2 separate regions of the Cricetulus griseus genome follow, and region 2 is linked to region 1. Evidence: chromatin contacts called from public Hi-C data. All regions are on one chromosome and are shown on one strand. The core of a region is the stretch at or near the end of the contact, and the rest is flanking DNA. Distances in the headings are between cores, read along the strand shown.

What was found. A called contact is a pair of places that touch in the nucleus more often than the background predicts.
Region 2: a Hi-C map of fibroblasts shows a contact between it and region 1, with 3 times the contacts expected there. The contact joins two enhancer-like sites. A contact is called at or near these places in 3 of 8 Hi-C or Micro-C datasets (the CHK-Q cell line, fibroblasts and liver).

What each region holds. Positions count from the first base shown.
Region 1 is chr2:33,041,803-33,047,749 of CriGri-PICRH-1.0, forward strand. No RefSeq gene overlaps it. Among named protein-coding and RNA genes, the nearest start is that of Znf691, 29 kb to the left of the region's middle. Within about 2 kb of position 1,934, at least 2 of the 6 cell types and tissues checked have open chromatin away from gene starts, as enhancers often do. A contact at or near this core is called in fibroblasts, where this site is marked.
Region 2 is chr2:33,187,204-33,193,467 of CriGri-PICRH-1.0, forward strand. It overlaps LOC118238225 (a long non-coding RNA gene), which reads left to right. Exons shown (of 3, transcript XR_004767992.1): 2 at 671-724; 3 at 1,147-1,286. Among named protein-coding and RNA genes, the nearest start is that of Slc2a1, 110 kb to the left of the region's middle. Within about 2 kb of position 4,633, at least 1 of the 6 cell types and tissues checked has open chromatin away from gene starts, as enhancers often do. A contact at or near this core is called in fibroblasts, where this site is marked.

The DNA.
Region 1 (5,947 bases), core at 684-3,183:
CCTAAAGCCCACTCTGTCTATGTTTGCTACTTGATACTGTTAACTGAGCCAAAACCCGTGTCTGGCAAAATCATAGGCCTTAGGGGACAGCCTGTTGCTATTATTCTGCTAACTGGACATATTAACAAACTGTTCCCTAAGTCCTTATCTTTATGTTCAGAGATTAATGCATCTCTCAACCCTCATCAGAAGCTTCTTTTTGCAGTAGATGGAGATGAATAGAAGCCCACAACTGGCCAACATACACAAAGAGACTGGAGCATTCAGTCCTAAATGAGAAATCTGTGTCACACTCCTTTCCCCAAGGCTCAAGGAATCATTGATGAAGAGGAAGTGGATAATTTGTAAGAGCCAGAAGTTGTGGGCATCTTCAGTCAAACATTGTTAGCTGGTGTGACAGGATTGTTGCACACATGAGCTCACAGCAGCACAAGGGCTGTACGAGGTCCAAAATCCCGGCAGATAGTGAGGAGCTCACGAAGCTCTGCCTCTATCTGCAGAACTATTGGCAACTGTGGGAGGGAGATTTGATTTTCTTCAGGGTGGTATGCAGTTCCTGAAAGAACTACCCATGTTCTAATACATGGCCCCACATCCATGAACATACAGGTAGCACTAAATGGAGTAGGTTAAAAAAAGAGAAGTGTGTGTGTGTGTGTGTGTGTCTCGCACTAACGAGATGATTCAGCAGTTAAGAACTCTGGCTGCTCTTCCAGGGTTAGATTATGAGCACACGCATGACAAGCTCACAACTGTCTGTAATAAGCAATCCAGTGCCCTCTTCTGGCCTCCACAGGCACCAGGCACACACATCTTGCATGGACACACATGCAGGCAAAATGTTCATATACATATGATTTTAAAATAGTTTAAATTTATTTTTGAGTCAAGGTTTCTCTGTATAGCCTTGGCTGTCCTGGAACCCATTATGTAGACCAGCTGGCCTCAAACTCATGGAGATCCTCCTGCCTCTGCCTCCTGAGTGTTAGATTTAAAACATCATGCCTGGCTAGTTTAAATTTAAAACCAGAGAGAATGAGTTGGGCATAGTGGCATATGTCTTTAATCCCAACATTGGAGGGGCAAAAGTAGGCTGATATCTGTGAGTTCAAAGCCAGACTGGTTTAGATAGTGAGTTCCAGGCCAAGTCCACATAGTGAGACCCTGTTTCCAAAAAACTAATCAGAGAGAGAGCGAGAGCAACAGAGAGAGAGAGAGAGAGAGAGAGAGAGAGAGAGAGAGAGAGAGAGAGAGAGATGAGAGAATGCAGGGGCTAGCAAATTTGATGAAAACACATTTTATGCATGTATGAAATTCTCATTTTTAAAAACTCTAAGTATTGCTTTCTGAAATGTAAAAGGGAGAGGATGGTATGACCCCAGCTGATATCTGCATTATACTTATCCCAGTTTCTTGTTTTTATTTTTTTTTTAATTTTTTTTTTTTTGAGACAGGTTTTCTCTGTGTAGCCCTGGCTGTCCTGGAACTTACTCTGTAGGTCAGGCTAACCATGGACTTAGAGCTCCACTGGCCTGTGCCTCTAGAGTGCTGCGATTAAAAGTATGCACTGCCACCACCAGGGTACTCACCACCACCAACATACTTATTTCACTTTAATATGATAACAGATGAGGACACCGGGGATCAGAAGAGTGAAGAGACTTGTCCACGATGACTCAGTGAAGTGGCAGACAGTCTAAAGTTAGCTATTTCTGACTCGTTCCTAAGGCAGTGCAGACACAGGAGAATGTGTGACAGAGTGTGTGCTTGATTACGGAAGAACCAAAGGAATGAACAAATGCTTCACAGAGAAAGTGACAGTTAATTTGGTCTCCTGCGACCACACCACATTACAAGCAGATGTGGAATGCTGTCCTCTGAGGAGAGCAGCCATTACCAGTCACGCTACAGGCACGTACCACAGCACCTGGCTTAGCCATCACCAACCAGCTCATTCAGAGCAGCTGGGATGACTCATAAGTGGCCCTGGGGTTTGGACCTGTTGGAGTTCCCTCATAAGGATGGGTGGAAAAGTGTTCAGATCCTCTCTTGAGGTCCTAGCCACTCTTTCTTGAACCTCCCCTAAGCTGTATGTAACTTTGCCCCAGCTACCCGTGGTCTTGAGAAGACTCAAGAGTTTATAGAAGGGGAAGGTTAATTGAATGAAATGGGGACTCCATCTGTTGAAGCTCTGGATAACTCATAACCCATGCTTCAGGGAGAATCCTGTGGTATGGCTATTTAGGGGTCACCTATGTCCCTGGAAGTAAGGCCAATAAATTCATTGGTTCTCTAAGCTGAGGGGCACTTTTGTTCTTTCATTGGTTCCTTGTCTGGGGTGCATAAATGATTGTTAATGTCTCCCCAGGAAAAGTTCAGGTAACAACAGAACAAAGCAGACCAGGTAAAAGAAAAGCTTGAGCAAACGTGTTAGATTAAGACAGGTACTGAGAGGAGCTTTCTAGGGAATGCTGAGTTATCAGCCTGGCTGGAGCACAGGGCATGGAGCACATTGTGTGGTCTCTAAGAATCCGAATTTGCTTAAAAGTTTGGACCGTATCATGCAACGAGGAGTATTAAGCTGTCTGACAATATGACAGATGTTGCTTTAGTGAAATCATTTTGAGTGGGTGGAACAGAGTGACCAAATGGACCCTCCAAAGTCATTTATTCTCTGAACAAGAAAGGCAGAAGTTAAAACCAGCCCTGACTTAAATGTTGACCCACCAGCCACTAGTAGGCAGCAGTGTGCTGATGAATGGATAGGCCAGGCCTGGACGCTTCCTCTTAAGAATGACAGCCTGAATGGGAATCAGGAGCAGTGGGGAGGGGAATCTGTGTGAAGTGTATCCCAAACACCCAGAGGGGAAAAGGGACGTGGTAGCCAAAGACAGAGGGCTTGGTCTATGGAGGGTATGAATGGGAGGAGGTGGGGGGCAGTGGTGAGAGGGGCATCACCAAGAGCCCTGAATTTTCATACTAAAAAAGATGGGAATTAAGATGTGTCCACGGATACAACTGAATCAACTCTGCTATGGGGATTATCAACTACTTTCTGATTGCAACTGAGGCCCATTCTACAGGATGAAAATTCATGTCTGGCTCTTTCAAAGCCTGTGGCTGGAAAGTTCACAGGCCCTAGTGGGAGGCTATAGCTGTTGTTTTGTTAAATGGACATGACATGCCTTCTGATAATTATGTTTATCCCATAGATTAGTGCCACCTCTAGTTTCTGTCAGGGAAGCGCCATGCAGTGGGCAGCAGTCACTGCAGACTCAAAACTGCTTAAAGTTTTTCAGCCCAGCTGTATCACTCTTGAACTCAGCAGCTGACTGATTACCTATACAACATTGGGCCATTAACATCCTCTCATGGAGGGAGAGGGACCCCACCCTTCTCGGAGGACAGACCTAGAGGCAGTTAATCGTTGATGAGGGATGAATTGATATTTTTTTCAAGGTATAGTCACTGGCAAGGCGCCCATGCTCCTGTAAACAAGCTCTCACCTATGCTCCTATAAGCAACTCTAGTGAAACTCATGGGTGAGGAGGAGGAGGAGGGGAGGTGGGAGGCAGAGGAAGAGGAGGAGGAGGTGGAGGAGGAGGAGGAGGAAGAGGAGGAGGAGGAGGAGGAGGAGGAGGAGGAGGAGGAGGAGGAAAGACCAGCAAGATGGTTCAGCATGAAGTGCTTGCCACCAAAGTCTGACAATGAGTTTGATGCCTGGAACCTAAGGTAAAAAAGCAACCCCCACAAGTTGTCCCCTGACTTCCACACAACACACACACACACACACACACACACACACACACACACACACACGTGCCCCCATCACCACTGTCAATAATATAATGAAATTCTTAAAATTAAAAAAAATAATGAAACTAGAGAGGGGCTAGTTAGGTAGAGGCAAGGGCTCAGCAAGAGAAAGACAACAGTGTAATAGAGGTGGATATTATCAAAATACATTACACGCATGCATAAAATGCCATAATGAAACCCATTATGTGTAATACATGCAATAAAAAAGAAAGATGACTATTATTCTGAAGGGAAAGGGGGACCCAGAAAAGGTTTATAAAAAGAGAGAGACATAACTAAATATTAGAAGCATCACTACCATGAGAACCTGGACTGAAAGGAGAGGGATGAGGAGGTTGCTGCGTAATTTGTAATTCGGGGAAAGGGTAAGGGTCCGGAACTACTGCCCGCAGCTGAATTGGCAGGGGACTGGAGAGACAATTAGAATGGGAGGAGGGGCCATGAATATGCAGTTTTGTCAAAAGACAATAGACATTCTATCCCTATTTATGAATGCACTTTCTGAATCGGCTCTCCAGCCCAAAACTGCATTGGAAAAATTCAGTTTGGGAAGCCAGACTAAGTTCTTGTGCTCTCGTTTCAAGTCTTGACCAGATTCTCTGGTGGAAACTGAGATCTAGGAATGGTTCAGCCTTGTCCCTCCTTGCTCTGGCGGAAGAACCGTCGACTCTGCAGTGGGTGGGCAGCATCATGAGGAAAACATAGGCTGCCGCCGAGTTCGGACGATTTCTAGGGAGACTGAGGCAGATAAAGTACTAACCTGTCTAGGCGCTGGTGAAAAGAGAAGGGCGCCTGGAAGCAACCCCGGTACCTGTTGGCTTCCTATCAGAAATCGAAGGCTTCACCTGATGCAGTACAGGTGTGCTCCTCCCTGGCTGAGCCCGCCCCTCGCTCTGATTGGTGAAGACGTCATCTAACTCCGCCCCCCGGTGCATCAGTGAGCTGACTACGCCCTTGCTGCGTGGCCCAGAGGATGTTGTCACCTCGGCCCTTTCTCTGCGCCTGCGCGTCATCGCGTTGGGAGACAGGGCAGACACCAGGTCGGGGAGGGCTGCGGGAGTTTGGCTTTTTCAGTCCTGGACACCGAACGTGTGATGCCAGCTTCTCCCGAACCTGAAGGTCTTCCGGCCTTAGGCCACCCTCCTTGCCACGCCCCTGACCTCTCCTGAAGTCCTCCCCACCTGCCCTGTCTTTGCAGAGGTGGGTTCCCGGGCCTTGCAAGCTTACTGACTACTTACACACTACTCTCATCTGGCCACAGCAGCTTTGTTCCTCGATTGGGAAGGGGTCTGGAGTAATCCTTAATCTCCTAGTCATGCTGAGATTCTATAGCTGTCTGCATAGTAGTCGGGAAAGGAAATTCCCTCTAGGTCTTGTAACCTTTAGAGACAGGCTGCCCATGGTGCTCTACTAAGGGTATTTTTTGAGTGCCTAGCCCTACATTGGACGATGCTGAAAATCCAGACAAACCCAGACAGGTGGGAGAATACACTGCCACAGCAAAGTCCCTTCAAGTGCCTCTTAGGCGGGTCTGTGGGAAGAGCCTACCTGTTCAGTGCTGCCCAGACACCTTGGACACCTCCTCAGGTGGCCTCTGGTTTCTGTAAATAAGAAAGCTGCCTTGGATACAAGGCACCATAACAACTCACTGAGACAGTGTGAACAGCTCATTTTGTTTGGAGTAAGGAGTTATCAAAGTGTGGCGCGTGTGTGCTGTGAGATTGCATCCATTTCAAATTTGTTAAAGCCTGTCAAAGAGGACATCTATGTTCACTTTCACGATGATGCTAAGCTTGAGTATCAGGGCTAGCAGTTAGCAGTCTGAATATAACATGTGATGAAAATGCTGACTGCCAGGACAGAGAACTTGGGGTTTTCCTTTGGGTCAGAGGTCATACGGATTTTTCAGCAATTAAGAAGACATTGAACAGGTGCTTAGAACTGACAGGAGCCTGAGCCAGGAAGTCCAAAGCCACTGCATGGTTACAGCCTTGTTTCGATTCTCTCACTTCCACCCAAACCTGCCTGGACCCAATCCACAAGCATTTTGAAACCACATTTCTAAAAACCAGCCATTTATATTGCTTAGGTAAAGTTACAGGAGTATGTTGGTGTATTTACAAGTGGG
Region 2 (6,264 bases), core at 3,383-5,882, 150 kb after region 1:
ACCTGCATTCTAGCTCAAGTGTTAGACGGGTATGGCTGCATTATCGTTATTTTAAAGCTCTACTAAATTGCTCTTTCTTTTAAAATTTTTATTACTTCATTGCTGTAGCATGTGCATGCATGTGTGTGTACACGATTATCCACATTTGTTTGTGCATGTGGAGGTCAGAGGATAACAGGGCTGGAATCAGTTCTCCTACCATGTGGGTCTGGGAGATATAACTCTTGTTATCAGGCTAGTCTCCCAAGCACCTTTACCATCTCACTGGCCCTACCGCTTTTGTTTTTAAATGTAATTCTGTATCTGTGATACAAGTTAAAGAAGATATAATAAAAGTTTTTTTTTAATAACAATCCATTTGGGGCAATTTTTACACTGGACTGACACCCAGAGATGTCCACTTCAAAGAGTTGTCTTGCTGTGGCTTCATTTTATAATTGCTGTAATCTTTTGGGGAAGCTGCTTGTTTTTGCTTTCCACACAGTAAATGAAACTCAAGGTCATTCTAGTCTTTTTGAAACCAGGGAACTTTCCAAGGCACTGTTCTGCCACCCAGTGGCACCCTCAGGGGTTGCTAGGTAGGCCATAGCATTGTGCCCCACAGGATAGATAGATACCCAGTGATTCCCATTCCAAAGGCTGTGCACGTCTTCGTCTTCCTTCACCGTAGGGGTGATGCTTGGAAGTAGCAGATACGACTGAAAGTAAAAACTTCCACAAAATGGTAGGTGACCTAATTTCTATGTAATGCCCCTCTTTCGTGCTTCCTGGCACATAAATGTCTCACCGTGTGTCAAGCAGTATTTGCTAGTTCAGCATCAGCTCTATGCATTGGTGAAGGGCGTGTTTTGACAGAGGGCTGGAGAGAGGGTGCAGTTCAGTGAAGAGAGTGGAGGTGTACTGTTCACCCTGCCAGATAAATGCTCTCCGTGGCCGAAGTTTCTTGCCGAGTGGTTCTGAGAGCCTTTGGAGATCTTGTTCTTCAGGGTAGCAAGGAAGTCTGGGCATTTCTTCTTAACTTAGTGTAGGCCCATTGTTAAGGTTTCAGCCAACCATTTCAGTAAGCTTTTGTAGATGAACATACTTATAATCACTTCACATATCTAATCAGTAAAAATTCAGCACAATCAAAAATTCTGTTTCTAGATTGGTGAGATGGCTCAGCAGGTAAGGGGACCACGCCTGACAACCTGAACCTGGAACCCACATTGTGGAGGGAGAGAACACACTCTTGAAAATTGTCTTCTGACTTCTCTCCATGTGCACTATGGCATGTGTACCCCCAATTCTGAAACAAACAAATAAATAATAAATGTAAAAAAATTTATTTCTTTCTCCTTGCTGTAACATCCTTAGAATCGGATAAATATTCCCCAGGGTTTTTCTGATACAAATTGATAAAGCCTGAAGTTTTTTTCACTTCTGGGACGTGTTTTCCAGTCACCCTCCGTAGTCCTTCTCTTTGGATCTGTTAGGATTGCTATGTGTCTGCAAGTGTTGGGACCAAGTGTAGGTCTGAAGAATAATCACAATGCCCCCTCCCCTTGAGGTGCCTACCTCACACAAGGTGGTTATATAACCATTGTGAAGGGAGAGGGTGACTTTTTCTTTTTCTTTTTTCATTTTCTTTTTTCTGTCTTTTCTTTTCTTGTTTGTGAGACAGGGTCTCTCTCTGTGGCTCTGGCTGTATTGGAGCTCACTCTGTTGACCAGGCTGGTGGAGATCTGTTTCTGCCTCCCCAGTGCTAGGATTAAAGGCCTGTGCCAGCACACATGCCTTAGCTGACATCTTTGGAGGGTGGGAGGGCTAGTTTTGTTGGTGATAGAATCCAGACTAGTATAATTTGAGGATGGAAAGGGGTTGAAATTCGCCCAACATTCCCATTATAATCTCGTAATCCATTGTTTCTTTACCAACAACATGGTCTCAATCATGCTGAGAAGGAGATGAATTTAGTTTATATGTAATTTGGTCAACCACAAAAGCAGATTCTGGCTTGGAGGTTTCAGAAATCTAGAATTTGCATTATAAGAAATAAAATCCTTTCTGAGCAGTGTTGCACATCCGCCATCCCAGCCCTTGAGGCTGAGGCAGGATTGTGAGTTTGATGTCAGCCTGGGTTACGTAAGCACTCCCTTAAGACACCGTGTTTTCTTGCATCCTGTCCATGTACTTACCAGGGTTTGAAACTCTGACTTCACCTTATGCCTTTGCTAAGTTCCCCAGCACACCCGGAGGACCCGTACATCCCACAGCCCTCACATTCTTTATTTCCACCATGATGTTCTCTGCTTGCAGATGCTTGGTGTGTGAAAGCCTTGATTGTCAAAGGTCTTTGGCTGTAATATTTACAGGCATTGACATTGCATGCTGTGGACTAACATTGCCCTCCTTTTCTGATATGAACAAGTCTATTGCCACTTTACAGCACGAGAGATCGGCAAAGAATTCCAGAACACATCCAACGTAGAAGACTCTGTCTTGAATCTGGTTGGAAGCCACGCCATGCATTCTGGGAGCAAAGGGTTTGATACAACACTAGAATCTTGAACAGCTGTGGGAACGAGGGTGTCAGGGCAATGCACAGAAACCAGATGTATCTTCCCATCATACGAAACAGTAAGTTTCCAGCTGTTAAACACAGTTAGAGTGTGATTTTCCAAAGCAGGGAGACAGGAGGAATCTCTCGATTGTCTATGCTTAGTGAGGGCTGGAGACTGACAAGGCTTAGCACAAAGGGAAGATACATTTGAGAATGGATGGTGATGTCCCTGGGTTGAGACAAAGCAGAAGACTGGGGAAGGCTGAGGGAGGAGAGTTTCCCCAGCAGGGTACCAGAGACAAGCGATCTGCTCTGAGGAAATCTGTGGAATGTCACTGACAGCTGGGTAAGATGGGTTCGAAGGGATGAGCCAGGATCTGAGCCAGGACCACCTTAAAGGAAGGGCTGGAGGAGGGTGTGTTCTCAGCCAAAGCAGAAAACCTAATCATTCAGAGTTCTTGCCTCCCTCTCTGAATTTGCTTTCCACATGGAGACCTTTGGTTCTGATCATACTGATTTCTTGTTCTGCAAAGACATAATGTTCTCTCTGTACACTCTGTGCCTTTGCACAAGAATGTGTAACAGAAATTCCTCATACCTAGAATGTTTTTCCAGTGCTTGTCTGATGTTTGTTACACAGCAGTTCAAGAATTTTTGACTCCTGGAAAAAATGCAAACTACCCCCCAAAGATAGTTTGAAGGGTGTGTTCTCCTGTGCTTTCAGTAGCTCAGGATATAGTCACAGTATTTGATTTAAATGAGACATGTACAATAGGGCATGATGGTGCACGCCTTTAGTCCCAGCACTTGGAGGCAGTAGCAGGTAAGTCTTTGGGTGTTTGAGGCCAGCAAGGTCTGCACAGTGAGCTTCAGGGCTACATAGAGAAATCCTGTCTTTTTTTTTTTTTTCTTGGTGTTTTAAGACACAGTTTCTTTGTAGTTTGGAGCCTGTCCTGGAACTTGCTCTGTAGAGCAGGCTAGCCTCGAACTCATAGAGATGCCCCTGCCTCTGCCTCCCGAGTGCTGGGATTAAAGGCGTGTGTCACCACCGACCCGCTAGAGAAACCCTGTCTTGAAAACCAAACCAAACCAAAATTAAAAAAAAAAAAGTGTCCTGCAAAGGAGGGAGAGCTTTCCAGAGGGAGAAGGGAGAAGTACAGGCTGGCCAGGCTGGGAACAACCCCAGGATGCCTACCAGATCTTAGTTGAATCACCGAACATAGGAAGCTATGGGGATGCCCAGGCACACTTGACGATGATATACTTTTAGTGACCCTACTGTAGTTGGAAAAACTAATTAAAAAACACACTCACTATTGATCTTGTGTGCACACCCCACAGTGTGTGTGAGGAGGTCAGAGGACAGCTTGTGGGAGTCCATTCTCTCCTTCCACTGTGTGCTTTAGGAGCTGAACCACATTGTTAGGCTTGCACAGTGAACACCTCTACTCCCTCAGCCATCCCACAAGCCTGGAAATCAAGTCTCCATGGGACCCCGGCACCCCTGAAACCAATTGTGTTAGGGTCACACTGCGTGGGTTTCCTGACTGACATCAAGTTGGCAGTTTTTCAGAAGAGCACAGATTCCTGCTTTGATTTCCTGTCGGGAATCCCACAGTTTTGGTTCATTTCCTGCATGTCAGAGTTGCTTTTGAAAAGCTTTTGGTTGCCTCCTGTGACGTCCCAGGCCCCTCTGTAAACTATTTCTGTTCAGAGCAGTAACAAGAGACTTTGTTAGTGATGTTTTAGGATGGGGAGTTGGGACATTACAAAATCTTGTAAGCCTTTGCCCACATCCTCCTGGGAGGAACTGCTTTGCCGGATAGAAGTTGGCTTGTGGGGGAGAACCGTTTCCCACCCCGAGTTCAGAACTGCAGTCTTTACTGCCCTGCCCTATTGTACATGTACTGCTTTTCTTTGATACAGGCTCCTCGGGAGCCTCTACCTCCCACGTGCTGGCATGGCAGGCACATGCCACTATGTGCCACCACGTCTGGCTGAGTTCTACTTTCTTCTCTGAACTGAGGATGTGAGAAGTGTAAAGAGGAAATGCAATTTAAAAGAATTTCCTTTCGAGTGACCAGTCCTCAGGGCAGTTCCTGCGTGATTGTGGTTATGAGGCTGGTTTATACTCAAATTCCTGGCCGGCTTGCCTAATCTTGTGGCAATGTTATGAAATCCTAACTAAATTTAGAGAAAAGGTCTGAGCAAAAAACCAAGATAACCCCCAAATTTATTACAATGTTGCTTAACCTCACCTCAAAACTACTGCTGAAGGCTTCCCCTTTGCTTCTCCAAAAGCTTTTCGTCTTAATTAAAAAAAAAAAAAAATCTTTCGGGGTGTGAGGGGTGGAGAGGGGCCTTGGTCCTGCCTCAACCAGATGATGGGACAGACTTAGTAGACTTCCTAGGGGAGGCCTTATGCTCATCAGGGAGCAGAAGGCAGGTAGGGTGAGAGGGGAAGTGGAGGGAGCAGGAGGAAAGGAGGGAGGGGGAACTGGGATTGGAATGTAAAAAATAAATTAATAAAAAAATAAAAGGGAAAAAACTTTTATTTGACTTTATTTTATATATGTCTGGGTGTTTTGCTTGCAATCATGTCTGTGCACCACATTTGTGTCTGCAGAGGCCAGAGCCACCGAAACTGGGGATGCAGATGGTTGTGAGCCTTCATGTGGGTGCTGGGAACTGAACCGAGGTCTTCTGGAAGAGCGGCCAGTGCTCTTAGCTGAGCACCGAGTCATCTCTCCAGGCCCTACTAGGTGTTTCCTAAAGGTCATGAGCATCTTGGCAATGTCAGTATCTTTGTTCTAAGAAACAGCCCTCCCTCAAAGGAACAAAAGATATGGAACCAAGTATGAGAGACCATAGCCTGAGAACATAGATTTAGGTTTCCACAAATACTTCGGTCCAACTTGATTAACATATTGATGAAGTTCTATGGGAACAGAACAAAAGAACAGATCAAGACGCTTTTCATTTACTTTGGTGGGAACATCACGCAGGTGGCAGCCAAGTCGGAGGGATCCAGCTATAAGCCTCATGCTGTCGGATGGTGTTCTTAGCCTTTTGGTTAGGAAACTAGGGGCCCAGGGGTCTGTACAACCAAAGGATTCTCTGACGGTCACAAAGATGTTAGGTCACACACAGAGGAGTGTGGCAAGTGGCTATTGAGAGGGTAAAGATGCTCCAAGATAATATGGCTCAGGACTTGCCACATTCTCTCCATGTCACTGAAGTTCTCTGTCAGTTAGTTGGTCAGCGCTTGTGGTCACAGCTTCTTTCCAGGAATTCCCCTTCCTATTTCTTACAAACTCCTTGAATGAGACTGGAAAGTCAGAAATGGAATGAGACAGTTAGAATTGTTATTGGATTTGTATTGAATTTATAGATTAGTTTGGGGAACCATGCCATTTTTACAGCATTGAGCCATCCAGTCTGTGAACATGGTGGAGTTAGGTATTCATTTGGCCCTTTTAAATGTCTGTCAATGAAGTTTTGTGTTCTCCCCAACCTTCCTCTTTCCTACGTGTAAGCTGCCTCTCTCAGGAATTTATCACAGTGATGGGAAGATGCGAGGCTGACTAACACAGACACTTGGTTAGAATTAAACTCTTCAGGCCATTGATGAGATGACTCCATGGGTGAAGCACCTGGGATGGAGCCTGGGACTGACTGAGCCTGGGACGGAGACTAGGACCCAGTCTGGGACTGAGCCTGGC